Regions from separate parts of the Rattus norvegicus genome. Here region 2 is linked to region 1. A link is a contact called in public Hi-C data. All regions are on one chromosome and are shown on one strand. The core of a region is the stretch at or near the end of the contact, and the rest is flanking DNA. Distances in the headings are between cores, read along the strand shown. Region 1 holds the start of Zbtb38 (zinc finger and BTB domain containing 38). Region 2 holds the start of Pxylp1 (2-phosphoxylose phosphatase 1).

The links. A called contact is a pair of places that touch in the nucleus more often than the background predicts.
Region 2: a contact with region 1 is called in a Hi-C map of the A7r5 cell line, with 4 times the contacts expected there. The contact joins the promoter of Pxylp1 here to the promoter of Zbtb38 in region 1. A contact is called at or near these places in 7 of 12 Hi-C or Micro-C datasets (the A7r5 cell line, the Rat2 cell line, Schwann cells and 4 more).

What each region holds. Positions count from the first base shown.
Region 1 is chr8:106,165,979-106,173,061 of GRCr8, forward strand. It overlaps Zbtb38 (zinc finger and BTB domain containing 38), which reads right to left and starts at 2,084. Exons shown (of 1, transcript NM_001012471.2): 1 at 1-2,084. The coding sequence starts at 2,016.
Region 2 is chr8:106,361,345-106,367,890 of GRCr8, forward strand. Pxylp1 (2-phosphoxylose phosphatase 1) reads right to left here and starts at 3,259. Exons shown (of 6, transcript NM_001007710.1): 1 at 3,217-3,259.

The DNA of each region.
Region 1 (7,083 bases), core at 834-3,333:
AGAAATCGACACCTCAGCCGAATCGACGAGATCGGTTTTCAGTGCCTGCTTCCTCCATTTGAGGCCTTCTGCATTTTTTACTTTGGCAGAAGTGGGTGTACCCTGCCATGAAGGTGTTTCCACTGGGATGGCAGGGCTGCTGGTCAACGAGTTTCTGCCATCTTGGAAGTTCAGTGTGGGCATTTCAGAGCTTGGCAGATTCGGAATGACGAAGGTGTCAGGTGGGGATTCATTCCTTTGACGGTTTCCTTGAGCACTTTCATAGGAAGAATTCCGGTAGCTCTTATAAGGTGCCCGCTTGCATCTCATAGGCAAGAGCCTGTAAAGTTTGTATGGGTAGACGGTGGGCTTCAAGCCTCCATTTGCTGTTTTTTTACTGATGGAGAGTCTGTGATCTATGGCATGAAAAGACTTCTGATGGTTTTTCAGTATGTAGTAGGTCATAAACGTTTCAAGACAGAAAATGCACTGGTACCGCCTCTCTCCAGTGTGCCAGATCTCATGTCGTGTCCTGTACTCAGCCAGTGCGAAGACCTTGTTGCAGTAATGACAAGGGTACGTTCTTCTCCACGAGTGGACATTTGCGTGCCTCCGGAGGCTGGACAAAGTCACATAGCTACGTTTGCACACAACGCAGCTGTAAAGCATCTGCCCATTCACAAATTTCACCATGTGGTCCGCGTCTGACAAGGCACTCCCAGCGCTGGATAGTTCACCAATCCTACTTTCTGGCACCAATGAATCTGGGCTTGTGAATGAACCTCCATCTTGTCCAATGGTGGGGTAGTTTTCTAAGAAGGGTTGGTTTCCTCCTGGCATGGGCATGTGGCTCGACCTCATGCAGATCTGCTCGTGCCGGTCCAGCCTGTTGAGGGTGGTGAACTGCTTGTTGCAGTACTTGCACACAAAGGGGTCCTGCGTCGGCTTGTGCAGCTGCATGTGGGCCCCGAGCAGTGTGCTGCTGTCGAAGGATTTGGAGCAGCAGCTACAATTATAAACGAGGGGCGGGACCTCTGCTGCTGGGGGACCAGGAGTCTCAGAGGGCTGGTTTTCATCTTCTCTGGGAAAATGGACATCTCCTTCACTGCTGGGAGGTTCTGAGTGTGACAGAATTGGAGCTGGCTGTGGGCTTCTTTCTTGATTCACCTCTGGGCAGGTTACTAGAGGGAGTGGCATGTTCTCTGTGGTTGAGTCAGAATCCTGGGTTTGGGTCTTTGGCTTTCGGCATGGCTTTGCTTTTGTGGTGAGAGCTTCGCCATTTTCTTTTCCCGTTTTACCAGATGAACTGCTGCTGTCATGTTCCCTCAGAGGCTGACTCCTGTAGGCCTCAGTGATGGAAGAAACGGCATATGAGTGTTCGGCAAGCGTGCGGACAGGCTCTGCCTCGGGGCAGACACTGGCTCTCTCCTGGCAAAGGCTAGTGGTTCTCATGGCATCTGACACTTTTTTGAAGCTTGCCCTCAAGTCCAGGGGAGAAAACATGCTATTGCTATTTTCCGTCTCAATGATGGAAAATGCGTTTGTGATCCTGGGCCCATTAGTGACAGCTGGCTCTTCGTGCCTTTTTTCATTTTTTTCTTCTTTAACCACGCCCTTTTCAGTGATGCAAACTACGTAAGGACCTGGGGAATTTGAGAAGTTGCGGTCACTAAGGTCCTCTAAGAATGATATTCCCAGCCTTTTCCCTGCAGCTGCAAGGTCAGTGACGGTTTCCTGTCTCCTGACCACCACGGTGGAGCTGTAGATGTAATTAAGAATCTCTGTAAACACTTCGGCTTTCAGATCATCCAGCTCTAGGACATGACTGGAAATACAGATCGTATGGCTCCAAAAGATGTTTTTGAAATAAAGGCTTGAGGCGGCCAGGACATTGCTGTGGGCTTTAAACTTGGTGTCCTCCACAATGATGGTGACATCACATAAGATGCCCCGAATGCGCTGCTCATTTAGGATGGAGAGCACCGTGTCACTGTGAAAGTCGTCCTTGAGGTCCCTGGAGAGGGACATGACTGTCATCTGAAACAAGAAACAAATGGTCAGGGGCCTCCCATCAGCGACTTAGTCATTTCTAGGCTATGTGCTACTTCTGGAAAACTGTTTTGTTTTTTTTTTTCTTCACTTAAGAACTCAGGCATTTATCTTATCCTGTTGTTATTCCTAAGACTTGGAAGTCAACAGAAGGCCAGCCTTCTTCTTGCCCCAGACTGTTTCTCATGCCATTGCAAATAGCTGTAGTTGGAAATCCTCCCAGGATTCCTTCCCCTGCCTTCTGCAAAGCCTTGGCTATGTGTATGTGTCCAAATATGGGGAGGGCAAGTTTCTGTATGTCCACCCAGAAAGGGTGTCTCCACTTGCAGCTGCTGCACGGAGACTCTAGAGCAGAGCGACATCATGGTCTTTTAGAAGCAGCCACATTTCATCAGACTTTCTCCCCTGAATACAAGGTCTTACTATTTTGCCTCAACTAGCTTGCAACTTGTTATCTAGCCAAAGCTGGCCTTGAACTCAGAGACCCACCTACCTCTGTCTTCTTCCAAGTGTCCTCCCTTGATACTCTATGATGTAAAGATTAAAGCCAGGCTATCACACGTGCGAGGTGAGTCACAGCTCAAGCTCTTCTGGCCTGGAACTAGTTTATGTAGGCTAGGCTGGCATTGAGTTCACAAAGATCAGCCTGCCTCTGCTTCCTGTGTAGTAGGTGTAAAGCCATGTGTCAACACACCTGGCTTCATTTGGTATATGTGCCTGTGTGTGCCTGTGTGTATGTGTGTGCCTGTGTGTATGTGTGTGCCTGTGTGCCTGTGTGTGCCTGTGTGTATGTGTGTGCTGCTGAGGACTGAATCTCTGAGCTCTACATGCTGGTCAAAGAGGGTCCACTATTGAGACATAACCTCAACCTCTTCTATATGTTTTTTTTTTTTTTTTGGTTCTTTTTTTCGGAGCTGGGGACCGAACCCAGGGCCTTGCGCTTCCTAGGTAAGCACTCTACCACTGAGCTAAATCCCCAGCCCCTTCTATATGTTTTGAAAGATAACCCTGATAATCTGATTCAACCATAATTCATAAAGCAGAAACAATTTATTAATTTATTTTTAAAAGTTTCCCATAAGCGAATGGTACCTTTATGTGAGGGTTATTCGCTCAGAGAAGCAGCAAGAATGGAAGAAGCCATTCTAACTGATTTCTCTGAGGTGTTTCTCTTCTGAGTGGCAATGTCTGTAACTGAGTTTGACCACCAGGGACACCCTCCCTCCTTTCCACACACTGCCTGGGGAGAATCAGCCTATTCTTTATTTGATTTCCCTTTTATTATAACCAGACTAGACTAGTGTTTTTAAAAACAAATCCTGTGGAATACTAAAGGCAAACAAAGAGAAGACAAAGCAGTAGGCCAGGGAAGTATGTTTCCATGTCTATGACAATGAGTCCCATCACAGTTTCCAAAGTTAGACAGCTGAAAGGCCCCGGCAGGTCTTGGATGGTTTAAAAATGTTATGCATGTAGCATGCACAAGTTACTCTCTTTAGACTTGTCACTGTTGTGAAATGTGCAAGAAACAATGGTTCCAAGGCTTTAGTTGATTGTAGAAGAGAGGGTGGCAGTTCAGGGCAACTCCCAGATGGTGGTGGGAGGAAGAAGGAAGAGAGGGAGGAGAGGGAAGGGAGAGAGAGAGGGGAGGAGAGGGGAAGGGAGAGAGAGAGGGGAGGAGGAGAGGGGAAGGGAGAGAGGGAGAGGAAGAGGAGAGGGGAAGGGAGAGAGGGAGAGTTAGAGGAGAGAGGAGGGGAGAGAAGGAGAGTTAGAGGAGAGGGGAGGGGAGGGGAGGGGAGGGGAGAGAGAAAGAGAGAGAGAGAGAGAGAGAGAGAGAGAGAGAGAACCTGGGTAGTGGGCTTTCCTCTAGTCGAGCTCCCACACTGGCCTGCCCACATTCAGGTGCGGTCCCCCCCTTCTCCTTTCTCAGGCATCTCCAGCCTTACAAATTTCCTACATACTTCTCAATCCAATCAGGCTGACAATTAAGACTGACCACACTCTTAAACTGCTGTGGGTATGGGTGGTGTGGGCTGAATGATCTTGTCAGTCTAACATAGAGAGAACTGTTTGTCACAAGAGCAGCAAAGGAAGCAGGACATAGGTAAACATCTGTATTCTCTGATATTACAGATGCAAGCACTTCATGGCAAACCCTCCACATTTCTCACAGAGTAGCGGAAATCACAGGGGCCTCTGCTGATAAAAGGCCCACAATAGATTTTAGAACAGTGTAAGTCAGAAAGAAGATTTGATTTATGTGTAATTGCTAAAATGTTTTCTAAAAAGAGCTTCATGCAACGTTTGTCATTCTCAGCAGTGTTACTATGATGGAAACTTGAAGAGCCTGGGGGTGGGGGTGGGGCTGGGGGTGGGGCTGGGGCTGGGGCTGGGGGTGGGGCTGGGGCTGGGGCTGGCTCAGCAGTTAACTTCGCTGGCTGCTCTTCCAGAGAACCCATGTTTGATTCCCAGCACCCACACGGCAGCCCACAACTGTTCTTAACGCCAGTTCTGGGGAATATGATGCCCTCTTCTGGCCTCTGTGGGCACTAGACACACATACAGTAGACAGACATACATGTAGACAAAGCATCCATACACATAAAATAAAAATATTTTAAGAGGCTAATAAAAATATTCTAGATATAAACATTTTAGTGAGCCAATATAAAAACAATCTGTTAACTAGAGAACAGTCACCACTCCTCCTGTGCTGCTGTTCTCCTGAGTCTATTGTTTTTTACTTTACTGTGTGTGTGTGTGTATGTGTGTATGTATGTGTATGTGTGTGTGTATGTGTGTATGTGTCTGTGTGTATGTGTGTATTTGTATGTGTGTGTGCATGTGTGTCTATGTGTGTGTCTATGTGTGTGTCTATGTGTGTGTATGTCTGTGTGTATATGTGTGTATGTGTGTGTATTTGTGTGTGTATGTGTGTGTATATGTGTGTATGTGTATGTATGTGTGTATATGTGTGTGTATGTGTGTGTATATGTGTGTGCGTATGTGTGTGTTTGTGTGTGAGCGTGCGCATGTTCACATGTGCGCATTTGTGGCATTGTTCCTTCTCTTCATTCTTGTGTGGACGCCCAGGGATGGAACTCAGGTTGTCAGCCTTGCCTGACAAGGGCCTTGATATTTGTTCAGCCATTTATCAGCCCCAAGTTTGTATTTTATCCAGAATAACTTTTAAAGGCACCTTTTACTGGGCAGTGGTGGTGCACGCCTTTAATCCCAGTGCTACAGAGATAGAGGCAGGTGAATCTCTCTAAGTTGGAGGCCAGCCTGGTCTACACAGCAAGTTTTAGGACAGCTAGGGCTACACAGAAACCCTGTCTTGGAAAACCATAAATAAATAAAAATAAAGTCACCTGTAAAATATATAAATACATATATATAGAGAGAGAAATGTATGCATATATATGAACACTTAAATGAATATATACATATATCATATATTATACTTCTATTTTATAAGTACAAATATAGAAATAGGGTGAATTATTCAGCACCGAAAACAGGACATGAGAGAAAGAAAGAAGTGTAATTAATGATGTCAGGGAAATAGCACACACTGGGCCTCAATTCCAAAAAGATGAACGGTCACCCTATATTTACATGCCTTAATATGTAAACAGAATATATAGTACTATAAACTTCAATATAAAAATTTTGGGTGTGTTAACATAAAATATCTCTTATTTGAGTATGCAGTTGTCACAGGGAAATTCTGGTTGATCAGCGTATTTGGACTCTTCTGCTGGCTTGCCTCCTGCCACACTGCAGATCTACAGAACCAACACACACAGGCAGTATAAGCATGGCACCTAGGCTCAAGCTTCCCACCACAACAGGACTGTGCAGGACCAGGTGCCTTGCTACACACTTAGCTGGTACTTAGGACGCTGAGGAGCTATGTGGGAGAGAACCTGTCTAAAACAGATAAATCTAACAAATTAACTACCTTGTGTATGTGTGTTCATGTGTGTGTGCACAGATGGACATATTAGGGGTTTCCTGGCATGTGTGTGTATGTCCGTGTGGAGCTCGAGGTCAATCTCCAGTGTTGTCTCTAAGGAGCCATCTACCTTATGTTTTGAGACAAGGTCCCTCATTGTTTTAGGCTACGCAAGTTCCAGGGTACCTGAGTCTGTCCTCAGTCTGGGAATGCAAGCATGCCCAATGTTCTTACATGGGTAATGGGGTCAAACTTGGATCCCACAGACTGACTGACCCACAGTCACAGCTCCAGCATTGTCTATCTTATAAGAAAACTAAACAGATTCCTGTCCGTGGTGGATTCCAATGGACGGGGCAGCAGTCCCTTCTCCACCTTGGCTTTCCTGTCTCACACCCAGATGTCCGATCATCGTATCTCCCCTTTCATGGACTGCCTCGGTCACAAGCTTTGGGAGACCTCTACTTTCTGTGTACATCTTGCTTCCTTTCTCTTCAAGGTCTTCCTTCTCCAGCCTGGAGCTCTCCTTGGCAGTCTTTAGACTCACCCATCTCAAGGAATAGCTCATCTGAGCAGCCTCTGGCCTCTAGGATTTCTGGTTGTGTGTTCATACCCACGTCAGAGCATCTGAGACAGAAGCAGTTATGTTTGTTCACATGTATTTTCCTTGGCAAGTCCCCAAAGTGCAGGAACAATTTTGCCGTCTTCGTACTCTCCGTAGCTATAACATGATGCATGCTGACTATGTTGATGGTGTGGCGAGCAGAGCGCAATTTAAGCAAATGTCTTAATATACATTCTGTGCAAACAGAACCTCCCAGAGTAAAGCCTTGAAAATCAGAGCAAAGTGAGCCCGGTTCTGCTCAACTGGGAGCATAATTCAGAGGAAAATAAAAATTAGTTCTTGCCAACTTTATTCCTCTAACCTGGCCATTTTAAAAGCATGTTTGAAGGGCTTCTGGGTTTCCTAAGACATTTTCCAAGTTTGTGAGACCAAAACTACTCTGTAATGATATGGAAAATTATTTATGCTTTTGAATATGTTGAAAAAGAGTAATCTGGGGCAAGCAATGACAGGTAGGTGCTGGTACCTCAGC
Region 2 (6,546 bases), core at 2,009-4,508, 200 kb after region 1:
CCAATTTGGCTCAGTGGATCAGATCCCCGGAGCATACTCCTGACACAAGCTTACAACAATCAAGTGTTTCCCCATCTGGTCATGTCCATTTTGTAGATGGCTTCCCGGGTCTTTTAAGAACCAGAATGGTGAGCCCAGAAAACTTTTCTCGAGATCACTGTGAGCTCATTTTCCTCTAGCTCAGTGATTTTGCCACTAAACAGTAACTCCCCCTACACCAGCGTGTGGGCGTATTTCTTACCTACCAACCAGAGTCCTGTTGGGGACAAGACCTGGAGCTGAACTCTCTCCTAGATTCTCAGGCCTCCACTATTCTCTTCTCTTCTTCCCCCCATCCCCCGCATACAGTAGCATCTCTCTTTCTCCCCCTCCCCTTCCTTTCTCACTCTCAAACTGCAGGCGTTAATTAAACCCCTTCTAGAAAAACAGATCTTTGCCAGCTGCAGGAATTCTGGGTAACAGCCAAGCCTGAACAGAAACAGTCTGGGTGAGGGAGATAAGCTAATGGCAACCAGGGCAGCACAGGTTCCCACAACCAAGTCCTACTCTGACTCCCCACCCAAGTGGGGACTCTGGGTATGCTCTTCCTCAGATTAGCCTTTCACATGATGAAGAGCCGGACTTTGCTTCCTCTGCCTAGGGCAAAGCTACTCCTGACTGACCAAAGCAATTCTCCCCAACACTGGAGTCCCTGCCCCAGCAGGACTGTAAAACACACTCCCAGAAATGTGCATGCAAGGGCACTCCGGGGTTGCCACAAGAACCAGCTCTGGAGCGGGCAGCACCCACCAGAGTGAGAGCAGCACAGCCTGAAGTGGTGGGGGCGGTTCTGCAAGGGACCCCATCTCCTCAGCAGCTTCCTCCATCAACAGCAGGGGTGGAGGATGACCAAGAAGCCAGGGTTACCAGGTGTGGCGTGCAAGCCTTTAACCCCAGTACTTGGGACCCAGAGGCAGGTAGATCTCTGAGTTTGAGGTCAGCCTAGTCTACACAGAGTTCCAGGCCAGCCAGAATAATGAATGAATGAATGAATGAATGAATGAATGAATGAATGAGAATAGTATGCAGAAGCTAGGGCCTCAGCCCAGGGCCTGCAGGATAAGTCTTGGTGGACTTTTCACCTCTCAGTAGGCAGCCTTCCCCGCCCCCACCCCCCAGAATGCCCATTACCTTCCCATTCCTATTTCTAGGATGAAGAAAACTCTTTCCTACTTAAAAGTCTGGAGTCTTCATTGAGGGACAGGCCCAGCTGTCAGAGCCTGACCTAGAAATTAAACTTTCTATTCGCCCCTTCACTCCCCATCTTACCAGACAGTAAATCTGTCTCCAGCAAGAGAAACTTTAACATTTATATACATGTATATTCAAATCTGTTGAATTAAGGGACATTTTGAAAACACTGCAGCCCAGTGGAGGGCATGGGTTGTACGCTCAAGACTGATGCACAAAAATTTAAAAAACAAACAAACAAACAAAAAACACAAAACAAAAACATTGAATACCAGGCAGGGGCACCTGGTCAGGTCCTAAGGTCCACCGGAGTCCCGCAGGTATTCCTAGCCAGAAGGACTCCTGAGAGCTGCCTATCACTGTGAGGACAAGAAGATTCATACAGGAATCTGTGAACACTCAGAAGGGCCCTGCTGAACCCCCCTCTGTTCTTGGCTAATTACCTATCTATTCAATAGTAAAGGAATATTGAACTAATCACCAGAGCCATCAAAGAAAAACCACAGATTCAGAGGGGGCGATTCCACAGCCCAGAGTGCTGTACTCCAGGTGGTCCACAATGCCACTGGTACACATTTGCAGTCTCTCAAAGGTATCTGTGAGGGTGGACTGGCCCAGAGCCAATCCTAAAAGAGAAATACCCTTTATATGTTCTTTCTCTGAATAGGCAATTAATTTAATCTAAAACTTAATGAAAGACCCCAGAAGGGAAGGGGTGAATGCACACACTGGCTGTCACCATGCCATCTCCACTTCTCTCCGGGGACCAGGAGGCTTTCCAAGCCATCTGCTTTAAATCCTCTTCCCACAGATGTCACCACAGGGCACCAACACCTCTGAGGAGGGGGCTGGTGCCAAGCCCGACCGACAGTTCCAGAGGGTAGGCTGGGCTCAGCACTGTCTATTCCATAGTCAGGGTCCAGCCCCGGGGCCTGTCGCAAAGAGCAACAAATGTCCCTAAGCAGTGGAACTCTCCCAGGGCCCCTCCTTGGTCACTCACCCCACATTTCCCTATCCACACCAGATCTGATCCAAATTCTTAACTGGTTTTACCTGTTGAATGTTTAGAAAGCATCCTTGCCTTCCCACAAAGACACTGGCCCACCCAAGAGGGTACAGTTACATTCCCTTGTGCTTTCCAGAGCCGTGGTGAGTGAGAGTGGAGATATGGCTCCATTCCCCCAACATCACCAAACCTTCCCCATACACAGGTACTACTTGAAAGCCAGTCGCAGCCGCAAAGAAAACCTGCTCCATATTTGTGTGTGGCAAAGCCGGCTTCTTTTTTAGAAATCGAAACCTATTCAAGTTCACCAAGCAAAAGCAACGAAGTAAGCACACTGTCCTAAGCAGATCATTAGAGCAAGCTTAACCTGCATGTGTGAAGTGGCCCTCGGCTGGGCCCTGGGCTCTGACGCCGCGGACCACAGGTAGCTGAAGAAGCACCAGCCCCACCCCCGGGGGCAGGCCGTGAAGTTGCAGCTGCCTTTTACCTGGACACCGCTGCTTTGGGACAGTCGGGAGAAGGGGGACCCCGGAGCTCAGATTCCCGTTGCGTCGCTCAGCAGGGGCGCGGGGGCATAGTGGGACCCTGTTGGGGTGGCGGCGGGGACCGTAAGAGCAGAGCGGGGAGGGAAGAGGCGAGCGTCAGGCAACCGGAGGAGGTAGGCGTGGGAGGGCTTGCGGGAGAAAAGGGGGTGTGTGGGCAGGCTTCTAGGGTGCAGGGCTGAGAAAGGGGAGACGGATCGGAGGGACTGGGACCCTCGACGCGGGGAGGGGCGTGGGGAGAGGTGGAAACTGGGGAGCGCGTAGATAAGGGAAAGAGCTTGTTGGTGGGGATCACACCCGCGGCTTGGAAGCCCGCCCCTGCCTCCCGATCCCCGCATCACGGAGACCTCTTTGGGGTCGCCACCCCGAGACCCCAGACACAAGCCCGCCCTGCGAGGAGCTTCACAACCGCTGGGGCCCGGCGCGCGACGCACTCACCGCCTACGGTCCGGGCCTCCGTTGCTCTGCGTAGGGTTCTCCGCCGGCAGCCAGCTCCTCCTGGCGGGAGTGCAGGCGGCGGTGGCGCGCACAGGCCGCCGGACTCAGGGTTCCGCAGCGCCCCCTGCCGGGCCCGCCGGGTCCCTGCCCGGCCCGACGCGCTCAGGGCGCCCTGGAGCTCCGCCCCGCAAGCGGCGGTGCGGGACCTGCGGGCTGCGGCGACCGGCACTCCGGGCCTTGGAAGCGGACACGGTCTCGGAGTGTCCAAACTGCCATCCGGACAGGCTCCGGGCGTGCCGTCCGGGTCGTGGAAAGCACGCGCACTCGGAGCGCACAAGGCCTGTGCTTCTCCCTACGCCGGACTTAGGACCTGGGAGGGTACCATGGCCCGGGACACGGCCCTAGACCCGTCCCAGCCTTGGCGTGGGTGCTGTGGGACTGCGTGCTTGACTCCGCGCCGCGGATCTAATCGCTGAAGTGCGTGCTCCGGTGCCGCGCGGACTCAAAACTGTCAAGATCCTAGCCACCGTGCCACCTCCACCCAAGCGCCTGTCCCGCGCTTCTCTTCCGGCGCGGGCCACATCCGGCCTGTGTACTCTAGACCTCGCTGTAGTTTCGTCCCTAAAGGCCTGTAGGCACCCTTGAGAGGCGCGGCTGAGTCTGGGGGCGTTCCTGCATGGCCCTAGGGCTGGCCGCCACCGAGGACCCGCGCAGGACTCATTCTGCAATGCTATGTTGTTTTATGTTTTATGGGTTTTTTTTGTTTTTGTTTTTGTTTTTTCAAATGCCATCAGAGAAGGATCTCACCAACCGCAATTGTGAGATTGTCTTTGTTGTCAGTTCCAGGACTACAGTGCTACCCTTGTGCTTCTCTCGACTGAACCTGAGCAAAATAGGTGCAATTAGCCACTATTTCCAATATGTGGACAGTCCTAGATTCAATGCTATCACAAGGGTGAAAGGTTCCGGGGCAGCACATCACTTGATGTTCCCCTAACTCGTTCGATAATAACTAAATCAAAACACCTAATAACTTACACATATTTATATTTACCTCCAACTTTCCCCCCCCCCCCTCAAATCAGCTAGATTCTACTTCCTTGGTCTGAATTCCATTTACACCCCGTGGTACAGCCATCTGGGTGGGATGCCTTCTCTGTCCAATGCCTTGATGGCCAGCTGGCACTTACCTGAGGACACTAGCTACTAGCCAATTCTATCCCTCTCACCGTGCTACCCAGACTCAACATTGCCTTCAGCCTGCTTCTGCCTTGAGTGCTATTGACACCTTTTCTCCAAGACATGAGTACAACATCTCACTCCCCCTTAAATTCCTACTTGGGCTGGCCCTCAAGGACCTCCACAGTCCAGGCATCCTACCCAACATGATCTCCTCCTTCCCTCCACAGATTCTGACAGTTCTAATTCCAAATTCCACTCCTTCACAAGTCACACAGGCCACAGATGCCAGACAACTCTATCCACACTAGCCCAAAGCAAAAAGTAAATAAATAAATAAATAAAAATAAAAATAAATCAGAAAAAAAAGTGTAGGCCATGTCAGCTTCAGGCCTGGAACTTTGACCCCAGACACTTTTTGCTTTCTCTCAAGTCTACCACCCTTTCAGGACCACAGGAGTCTCCAGCAGACCCAGGCTCACAACTCTTCCTCCAACACAAAACCAGCCTCTCTCTCTCTGCAAACTACCCAGGCCTGGTTTTGTTCTTCTGGATTGAGCCCATGTTAGTTCTGTGTCATGACTTCTGTAACCCATAGGGGTCCGATCCCTTTCTTGGCTATGTACTCATCCTTCACGTGGGATATGTGGACAGTCTTAGATTCAATACGATCACAAGAGAATGAAAGGTAACTCAGGCACCATTTCTCTACAAAGATCTGCCACGCTTCCTGTTGACTGGGGCATTCTCCTGGAAGTGCACACACTGGACGTGGGAACAGGCATCTCTGATTATGTCTTCCTCCACAGAGCTCTTAGGGGTTCTATCTTTGCACCCTCCTGCAATCTAGGTTAACACTTGATACCACGATCATCCCGGCATCACTTCCAGCATCTCCAGCCTCTTTCCCTCCTCCTCTATTCCCTGAAGACTTCGACATCCTTTCCACTCTGGAGAAAGCACCCTACCTCCTTTCCTGAGGACCTTTAAAGGGAAGAGTTTCCAGGGGAGGGAAAAGGAGAGGTCCCTACAGAGAAGCACGTCAAGCCTTCCTCTGCAGTGATGAAATGGGCGTCTGCCTGAGGCGGCTGGAGCCACTTGGCTAACAGCTGGGGAGGTAGTGCCAAAGAGTGTAGCTCCCAGACATCCTCAAGCAGGAAGGACGAGCGAGCAGATTCCTCTCATGCTGGACACCAGCGTTAATACTGGTTATCCAAATACATGCTCCAAATATCCCTTACTATCCTCCAAGTGAAATAAAAATTCTGTTTCTCTGGCCCTGGCAACCAAGAGAGTCCTGACCAGGACAAGCCCCAACCCAGCACAGTGTCACGAACTTCTGCAAAACAGCGCCTGTCACCATCATTACTCATCTGCTAGAGCAGCAAACTATGCCCCTGGGTGGCCATAAACCAGAGAACTAGCAAGGTACCAGCGACTCCCACCCTCCCTCCGCAGCTCCTTCTTGCCTGCTCCTTTGTCCTTCCTACACTCAGATTCCAGCCTCCAGAAAAACACCCAACATCAATTGAAAGCTTCTAAAAACACTGGGTGGGTGGCTCCAAGTCATAAATACTCTGCTAGGTAGCACACTTTGCCACTTTGCCCCAGCATCCCTACTTGGATTGGAGCAGCCATCAGCGAATGAACATCTCTTTGAGTCAATCTCCACTCTGGAGCAAAAGGCCTGCGAATATTTGCACAGCCTCCTTTGTCTGTGGACTTACAAAAACTGCTCTCCGGCCCTCCCTTCTTACAGGGGCACTGCCACAGTGTGCCTAGTCTGAGTTAACAAACGGCCATGCCAGCGTGTCTTCCTAGGGAGAAGACCAGGTTGTTTTATTTGAACCAGTTTCTACATTGCAAAGACCTGGATTGCCCACAGTTCTGCCTTATAGCCAAATCTATTAACCCCACAAAACATTTCTGCGCTGCCCACCAAAACGTTCAGACGGGCAATATTATTTCAAAAGTCCTCTTCCCTGTGGGTTTGGTTTCTCCCGTTATAACTAGAATGTTCATTCGCTACGGGAATGTGGAGAAATACTAAGTGCTCAAAAATTTAAAAATTAAGATAAAAAAATATTCAGGATAGATTCATATGTCGATTCATATGGCGGAGAACAGCAGACTGACTGATGTGTTTATAGC